Regions from separate parts of the Mus musculus genome. Here all the other regions are linked to region 1. A link is a contact called in public HiChIP or PLAC-seq and promoter capture Hi-C data. All regions are on one chromosome and are shown on one strand. The core of a region is the stretch at or near the end of the contact, and the rest is flanking DNA. Distances in the headings are between cores, read along the strand shown.

Evidence for each region. Promoter capture Hi-C pulls out the DNA fragments that hold promoters and counts their contacts. HiChIP or PLAC-seq counts read pairs in DNA pulled down with a chosen protein or histone mark.
Region 2: a promoter capture Hi-C map of second pharyngeal arch cranial neural crest shows a contact between it and region 1, with 6 times the contacts expected there. The contact joins the promoter of Dennd2c here to the promoter of Olfml3 in region 1. A contact is called at or near these places in 7 of 39 promoter capture datasets (the 3T3-L1 cell line, cranial neural crest, hippocampal neurons and 3 more) and 3 of 115 datasets of contacts at active chromatin or transcription factors (astrocytes, extraembryonic endoderm stem cells and kidney).
Region 3: an H3K27ac HiChIP or PLAC-seq map of microglia shows a contact between it and region 1, with 4 times the contacts expected there. The contact joins the enhancer-like site here to the promoter of Olfml3 in region 1. A contact is called at or near these places in 7 of 39 promoter capture datasets (the 3T3-L1 cell line, HPC-7-derived erythroid cells, embryonic stem cells and 3 more), 3 of 115 datasets of contacts at active chromatin or transcription factors (large pre-B cells, microglia and trophoblast stem cells) and 2 of 9 other capture datasets (adipose tissue and liver).

Annotation. Positions count from the first base shown.
Region 1 is chr3:103,736,750-103,739,500 of GRCm38.p6, reverse strand. Olfml3 (olfactomedin-like 3) reads left to right here and starts at 1,500. Exons shown (of 3, transcript NM_133859.2): 1 at 1,500-1,679; 2 at 2,264-2,549. The coding sequence starts at 1,566.
Region 2 is chr3:103,101,324-103,104,055 of GRCm38.p6, reverse strand. It overlaps Dennd2c (DENN/MADD domain containing 2C), which reads right to left and starts at 1,397. Exons shown (of 19, transcript NM_001384113.1): 1 at 1,318-1,397.
Region 3 is chr3:104,459,873-104,462,572 of GRCm38.p6, reverse strand. Lrig2 (leucine-rich repeats and immunoglobulin-like domains 2) reads left to right here. Exons shown (of 18, transcript NM_001025067.2): 17 at 885-1,172. Among named protein-coding and RNA genes, the nearest start is that of Lrig2, 51 kb to the left of the region's middle. Within about 2 kb of position 1,437, at least 17 of the 459 cell types and tissues checked have an H3K27ac peak or open chromatin away from gene starts, as enhancers often do. A contact at or near this core is called in microglia, where this site is marked.

The DNA.
Region 1 (2,751 bases), core at 251-2,750:
TGTTAGAGCTGTCACCTCTTTAGGGACAGCTCTGCGGTAATGCACCTGCTGCTCTTATGGAGGGTCTGGGTTCCATTCCCAGCACCCAGTCAGACCCCTCACAAGTGATTTCTAACTCCAGCTGCAGGGTGCATACCCACACAGACACATAATGAACTCTTAAAAACAAGAAGAACCTCTGATCCAATTTCTCTTGATTCCAAAGTGAACAAAATTTTCTCCTGAAAAGAAACTGGAATTTGTCTAGATTAATCACTGCAGGCCCCTTTGTAAATGCTGCATATTTGACTTCTTCTGATGTATGTTCCTGCCTAGCTCCCCTGTAGCTTTAGCTGGATAGAAAGGAGGAACATGGGCTGGAGAGAAGGCTTAGTAGTTGAGTGTACTGTTCTTTCAGAGGAGAGGGGCTCAGTGCTCAGGAACAATAGGCAGCGCACAATCTCCTAAAATTCAGCTCTGGAAGATCTGACGTCCTCGTCTGGTCCCCACGGATACCTGTATCCCATGCAGATACCTGTATACAGACACATAAAAGCATATGTAACTGAAAAACCAAATTTTTTTTTACTTAATTTTAAAGAAATGAGAGATACTTACAAATGCCCTACTGAACCATAACCAAGAAAGGCGATCAATAGTCTGTTCTCTCCCAGTGATAGGAAGGTCAGAATATATTTGTTTTCCTTTAGACTATGTTGTACATATTTTTTTTTTCAGGTTTCTCCCCTAAATCCATGAATGTAAACTAGCATGTCCTTGCTGCACCCTCCTATTTGGGAAATACCTGGAAAGTCATGTCAAGGATATTTAAGTCAGCTAGCTTAAAACAAAAACAAAAAACCCCACCTCCCATTTCTCAACAACCTCCAGTTTTGTTTCTATTCCTTTCCTTGGGCTAAATCAGAGATTTGGTACTCCATAGGGAGCCCTGTGATTTGGCTTGCTTAGGTTGAGATTCTCCACACGGTGAAGTCCTCGCCTGATTTCTTTGCCATGGGAGATGGCCCCAGAATGCTCAGCACAAGGTGGCGCCAATGAGCTATAGAAAGTTGACTTCCCTTTGCCCCAACCCCCATCCCCTCAAACCTCATCTCCTGTGTTTCTGGCTTCACTGAACAAGGCAGAAAATCCATTCTGTTATTTCTGGAGAAGGGATAGGTTAATGAAGGGTGCTGGGTTCTTACCGAGTCAGCACTGGAAGCCCTCTCCTAAAACGAATGGAGTTTGCTGAGTTTTCCGGGGGTCTCGGCTTCCTGCAACTTGCTCATTTTTCAGAAGGCCTCTGCCTCCAGATTGCCATCTCTCCCCTTTCCGGAGGAGCTCACAAGTCTAAGTTGCTGGTAGTTAAGGCTTCTGGCGACTGTGCAAAGGGGCCATCTGTGTTTGATCAGGCCAGGCGGGAAGGAGGGGGTGGGGGTTGTAAAGAGACTGAAAGCATTCCAGAGTAGTGAGAGACACCAGAGATGGGAAGGAGGAGGCCCCGCCCCCGCCCCGCCCCCAGAGCTAACGGGCTGGAGGGAAAGAGGCCGAATGCACACACTCCTCTGGCCCCACTTAAGGCTGCCATGGGGCCCAGTGCTCCTCTGCTGCTCCTCTTCTTTTTGTCATGGACGGGACCCCTTCAGGGACAGCAGCACCACCTTGTGGAGTACATGGAACGCCGACTAGCTGCCTTAGAGGTGAGGGACTTGTTTCTCTTCTCACCCAGGATGAGTCCACATCTATAGGTGCAACTAGCTGTCAGGGCTCTGGGAGTGACAAGATCGGGTTGTGTAAGAAGTCCTTAATGACGAGTAGCCTCTTAACTACAGACTTTTATTTCCCCAACATAAGACAATTGCCCAGCAAATAAACGCAACACGGCTCCCTCAGATTAGATGGAATAAGGGGGCAGGGGAAATGAGAGTCAGAATCGGGCTGCATCTATGCTGCTATACTGTTCAAGTTTCCCAGGCAATCTGCCTGCAACTTCCTGTCCGTTTCTTCCCCGCACCCCACATCTACTCCCTTTTGGACAATTTGAAGTCTGTAGCATCCTAATTTCCTGGAGGCTCAGATCACTGAGAACGCAAGGTGAAGGACTCTTATTCAGGCAAATTAAGCCAGGTTCCTCGGATGGGATGGTACCACTGACTAGTCTCCTCTGCTGTGGGAGCATGGCTGAGCTGGTCCCTTTCCTGGCCCTGACTCCCTGGCTGGGCCTCTGCTTGTCTGGGAGCTATAAACCTGCAACCCACCCTTCCTGACTCCCCGATCCCTTCAGGAACGGCTGGCCCAATGCCAGGATCAGAGTAGTCGGCATGCTGCCGAGCTTCGGGACTTCAAAAACAAGATGTTGCCTCTCCTGGAGGTGGCAGAGAAGGAGCGGGAGACCCTCAGAACTGAAGCAGACTCCATCTCAGGAAGAGTGGACCGTCTTGAAAGGGAGGTAGACTATCTGGAGACACAGAACCCAGCTTTGCCCTGTGTAGAGCTGGATGAGAAGGTGACTGGAGGTCCTGGAGCCAAAGGCAAGGGCCGAAGAAATGAGAAATACGATATGGTGACGGGTAAGTGATCTCACAGAGGTCCAGACAGTTTCAGAACTCCCCTTTCCTGCTTTTCTTCTTGTCCCAAGCCACCATAGCTCTATCTTTCAGAATGACACATTCATTGAGAGTTTCTAGAGGCCTGTCCTTTATCGGTACTCCATCTCTCAACCCTCCGTGAGTGGACACATGCACGGAAAAGTGTGTCTCTGTTCCCCAGGTG
Region 2 (2,732 bases), core at 148-2,647, 640 kb after region 1:
CAATCAAAAACACTGATATTTCTGCATCTAAAAAAAGTCAATTGCCACATTTAACAGACTAACAAGAGGCCTTGAGACACAATTACTACAGTTGCTGGTTTCTGTCTTTGAAAATACTCCAGATCACTCTTACGTATCCCTAGTAGAAACCTCATGGTTACAGACTGCTATTCCTTTTTAAATTTCCCATCTCTCCCTAAAATACACACACACACACACACACACACACACACACACACACACACACAAGTAGAGAACACAAATGTCTATAATAAAAACTGTACAAATGCCACAGCCACACATTAACTTTGTTTTAGAGAACTCAGATCTTTTTATAAGCAGCCCCTGAATTTGCAAAATAAAAGTCTTGTTTTGAGGCAGTACTCTCAGCTCACTTTATGAAATACCTTCAGCTAATCTAAGGCAAAGTAACAGATTTTCTGATTGGTACAAGCTTCATGGTAAATGATTGCACTACGGTATACAGATAGCATGCTATTTTAGAAAATGTCATGACTCAGTTAAGAATAGCTCTGCTCTTCAAACAATGGTGATTATGTGGAAATGACGCTTAGATAACTTATTTACATAGTAAACAGAAGTTAGAACTTTCTCTAACAATACAGGCGAATCAGTAGTAGCTTTGGGATAAAGGTTTACCAGGGTGCCTACTGTACTAGGCACTTAGTAGTTTTACAAACTACACATGCTCCGGGGTGCATGTGTGTGTGTATCAAACAACAATGCCTGACATTTGTAGAACACTGTCATTCCTCTCAGAACATGAGAACCCATGAGCGTCCCAGTTTTGCACTCCGGGGACACACACCTCTTAGAGTTAACCCTGACGGAGGTGTGACGGTTTGTTTGCGGCTCTGAGCTCCAGAGCGAAGCCTTTTGACTCACAATCTAATCATCATCTTCTCTCCTGGTTACTCCACAGTCCTACTCCAGTCCCACTGTAGGAATTTTATCTTAAAAAACTACTTGACGACTTCCTCTATCGTGCCTGCCCCGTAGTTCCGAAGCAAAGCGCGCGAACACACGCTTTACCGCTTGTCTGAAGTGCTCCGTCCGGGCACGTCCAAGTTCAAGACCGCCTGATAGGCGCGTTTCCTCGCGGCGGCGAGCGCCTGGGCTCCCCGGCCCTGCACCCCCGACCGCGCCCGCGGCTCGCAGGCTGACACCCGCCTTCCCCTGGCCCGAGGTACCCAGCTCTCGGCTGACCACGAACACACGGGACGCCATGGGGCGACGCCAACAGCTGAGCGGCAGAGGCCCCATGGCCCCACTCCCTCGCTGCATCCCGTCGCCTACCTGCCTGGGCCGCGACGCCGCCTCGCGCAGGGATCCCAGACTCGCGTCGGTGGCCTCTGGGATCCAGCGCCCACATCTTCGTCCCGCCCCCACAGGTTCCGCAGTCCCCGCCCTCCAGGCTAAGACACGCCCTCTTTTGCCTGGGCACGCCCCCGAGCTCACCCAGTAAGGCTCTGTCCTTCCAGGGCTCTCCTCAAGGCTCGGAACCCACGCCAGGCGGTCTCTCCGCCCCCAGCGCTGGGGTACCAGTGTGCGCTGCACCGCGCTGGTTCCACGGTGCAGCCCCTGCCCAGGCCTGGAGCCAAAGCTCTATCTCCGGATCTACGGTCTGTGCGACTACACGAGACAGACCTTTACAGCAAGGCAGAGCCTAGTAGAACCAGAGGAGCCAAACAGCAACTTCTTTAAGAAAACCCCAAAGCAGCTCAGGGAGCAAACATTCATCGGGAATGCCAGCTAGTAAAGAGATGCCAATAACGCACCTGGCCCCGGGTTTGGAATCACAAGCCGGATGCCTTTGGTGCCTAGTCCGGGTGCCGACTGGGTTGCCACACCCACTTGAGACTCACGCTTAAATTCTCCCTACCACACGATCTTGCTCAGGTATGCACATGGCTCTGTGCCTGCTGCAAGAATAGCCCAGTTTCACTCTGCGAGACTGGGATGAGTGGAACCTATTTCCCAGCACGATCTAACTGCCCCACCTCACCGCGCCCCGCCCCACTCCACCCCACCCACTCCATCCGACCTTGTGTCTGGTAACCAAACTTCCCTGGCTTGTTCACACAGAGGTACCAAAATAGAAGACTGCCACAGAGAGGTGTTTAATTACACATCGCGGATGACTGTCACCAGCCAACTCAACCAAGACTTGGAAAAAAAAAAAAAAGTCCCAATCCCTTGTGAAGCTATGAGGTGGGGACATGAGGTGGGGACAGTAAAAGGATTACTTTCTACCTGAGGGAGAAGTATTGACAATTCCTTTAAAATACTCCAGTGAGGAAATAAATGTAAATATGGTTTGGAATACATTGCAAACTCCATTGATCCCTTACCTAATGTGTATGTCTTTAAATGTAGACATGTGTGTTCTTTATTATTTTTCAAACTTCTTATCCTCCTACCCCTGCTTCTGGGGTGCAAGCATAGTCCTGAGCCAACACAAGTGGCATTTAATCTAGTCTGTTTGGAAAGTATCACAGATAGTTGTACAAGGTGAAATTCGGGACTAAAACAGCGTTTTTAAGATTTACATTTTGAAGTTTGCATCCACGAAGATTCTTTAGCAGGATGAAGATTTGAATTCCAAGATGAACGTTAATTAACATGCATGTGTTCTACTGCCCTCTCATGGGTAGGATGGAGCTACACCTAATGGTGAGAGGTGTCCTTTAAGTCTGAAGATAATACATAGT
Region 3 (2,700 bases), core at 188-2,687, 720 kb before region 1:
TATTTTAGGATAAAACATTCATTCATTTAACTTTGTGCAAAATAGAATGAAAATTGTCTATAAAGTCTTAACCAGAGAAGGCTGTCTTACAGAAAGAAACACATTACCCTTAAACAGGGATGAAGGACAAAACTGAGGCTCCTGGGTCTCTCTCATGACCAGAAGAGATGGTCTAGAAACTCATTTCAAGCCTTTCTCATTCCTTTAGAGATGAGCATCCTTCAGATAACATCCAAAGGCATTTGGTTCTCCTGCTGACAGGTAGATACTTAGTAAAGTTTAAAGGGCAAAATGACTTTCAGACTGCAATGGCAAACTTAAAAGGGCTATAAAATGTCCCCTGATAGGGTGACTGGGACATTGTCTCTTCACACCCTCACTTCTATAGAAAGTGACAGGCACAGGAGAGAGGGTTTGACTAGGGATAGTTTGAACAGCTACCTCACTTAACTTCTTGTCTCATAAAAGTAACATGGGCTCTCAATTCATAGCAATGCCTGTTTTGCTTTTGTTTGCTCAAGCCACACACGTGTCTCAGAGGTCTAGGCCTGTCTTGGATCCCTTGGTTGAAATTTAGTCTCTCCAACTTAGACAGAGATTTAACGTTAGAATTCAAGAGTATAGGCTCTGAAGCCAGAGTGTTTAGTTTTATGTCTCAGCTCTTTCTCCTGCCATAACTTTACCTGTAAAGTGGAGATGAAAATAAAATCTTCTTCATAGGGGTGTTGTGAGGAGTGAGTGAGCTCATTCACAGACAGACCTTGGACTCTCACCTGGTTTGTAAAGAAGGTGTGCAGTAATTGTTAGAACTGTTGAAGAAAGTTGATTAGTCCCAAACTCTTCCTTATCAGAAAATCATCTGGGCCCTTCCTTGTTGTTACTAGGTGGCGCTGGTACCCGGGTGATCTGTTCAGATTGTTACGACAATGCCAACATCTACTCGAGGACCAGAGAGTACTGTCCATATACCTATATTGCTGAGGAGGATGTGTTAGATCAGGCACTCTCCAGCCTCATGGTCCAGATGCCCAAGGAGACGTTTTTGTCACATCCTCCCCAAGATGCTGCTAATCTGGAGAGTCTGATACCATCAGCAGAGAGAGAGCCGGCTGCCTTTCCCACCAACCATGAGAGGATGACTGAGAACCTTCCCTTCTCACAGAGGAGCAGTGGTAATGGGTGCTTTTGTTCTGTTTTGAGCTTTTGGTTTCAATTTCACCTGATCTGCCCTTCTGTTATATCAGTAGCATGGCATGTAACAGGAAACAAATTAGTATACTAGAATAATTGCCATTAACTAGTGTCAACTAGAGGTCTTTACATCTTCTCCCATCTTCATTTAAACAATAGAGGTTTGAAGTGCTAAAAATAGAGCATAAGAAACCCAAGCTGTTTTGTTTGGTTGCTCTACTGTCAAGCGAACACTCTGAGCATATCACCGAGTCGAGCTCTTTCTGGACTGTGATAGGAACTGTTCTCAAGCTGTTCATCAGCTGTCCCGTCCACTCAGAGGACAAACACTGGGGAATGGACAGGGCGAAAGTTACAGGGTCACAGAAGAAGGGAAGTATAGGGCTGTGCCCAGGGGTGGATCTGGCAGCATGAAACTGAGAATGTGCTCTGTAAGAGACCAGTTCTAAAGATTGTTCAAGAGGAATAGGTTAGAAAAGAGCACTGTCACTGAAGGTAGTCGCTCAGCTTTACATTCAGTGTCATGAAGAACTAAGGTACAATACGTCTTGTAACCTGTGGGATGTCTTCATTTTGAGTCTGGTTTTAAGTAAGGAGTCATCGTCACTTAAATGAAAATGCCTTGGTGCATTGTCCATTCTAAGCCTAGGATACTCTAATTAATTCTGCTCAGTGTGTGTAGGGTTTGTTAGCTTGACCTTAGAACTTGTTAGACGTGCAGCTGTGCTCCTACCCTAGACCTAGTGAATCTGAATCCACATATTAAGATCCAAGGATTATTTATATGCTTTGGTTTTTTGTTGTTGTTGACAGTGTCATGCTCAAATTCAACAGTAACCCCTACCTTAGCCTTCCAAGTGCTGAGATATCAGGCAAACGCTAGGATTATGGCCATGTGGCTTGTGGTTTATATTAAATTTTGGGTTTGTTTTATATGTGAGTTTTGTATGGATGCATGTGCTTGCAGGAGCATTCGTGTGCATGCAGACACATGCATGGGGAGACTGAAGGAGGAAGTCTAGCGTCATTCTCTATTGCTTTTCACCCTGTTTGTTGAGACAGAGTCATTTCCTAACCCTGAAGGCTGCTGTCTCAGCTGGACTGACTGGCTAGCAAGCTTCTGAGATTCTCTTGTCAGTGCTCCTCAGTGCTGGAGTTAGTGTCATACATGACTATGCCTGGCTTTATGTGAGTGTTGGGAATTAGAGCTCAGGTCTTCCTGCTTTCACAACAAGCCCTCTTATCTACTGAGCCATATCCTCAGCCCTCACATGCATATTAAATTTTAAGAAATCTTGCCCTAGCTTATATTCTAGGTGAATTATGCTTTCATTTGTGAGATTTTGTTTCCAGAATGTTAGACTAGCTTTTCCTAAAATATAGCTTCCCTACGTGTGTGCACACATGAGCCAGCCTGTATCATCTGCCTCTCTTCTCAATGCTTTGACTACACCTGAACCCAAATTCAATTCCCAGTACCTGGCTCACAACCATTTATAACTAAAGATC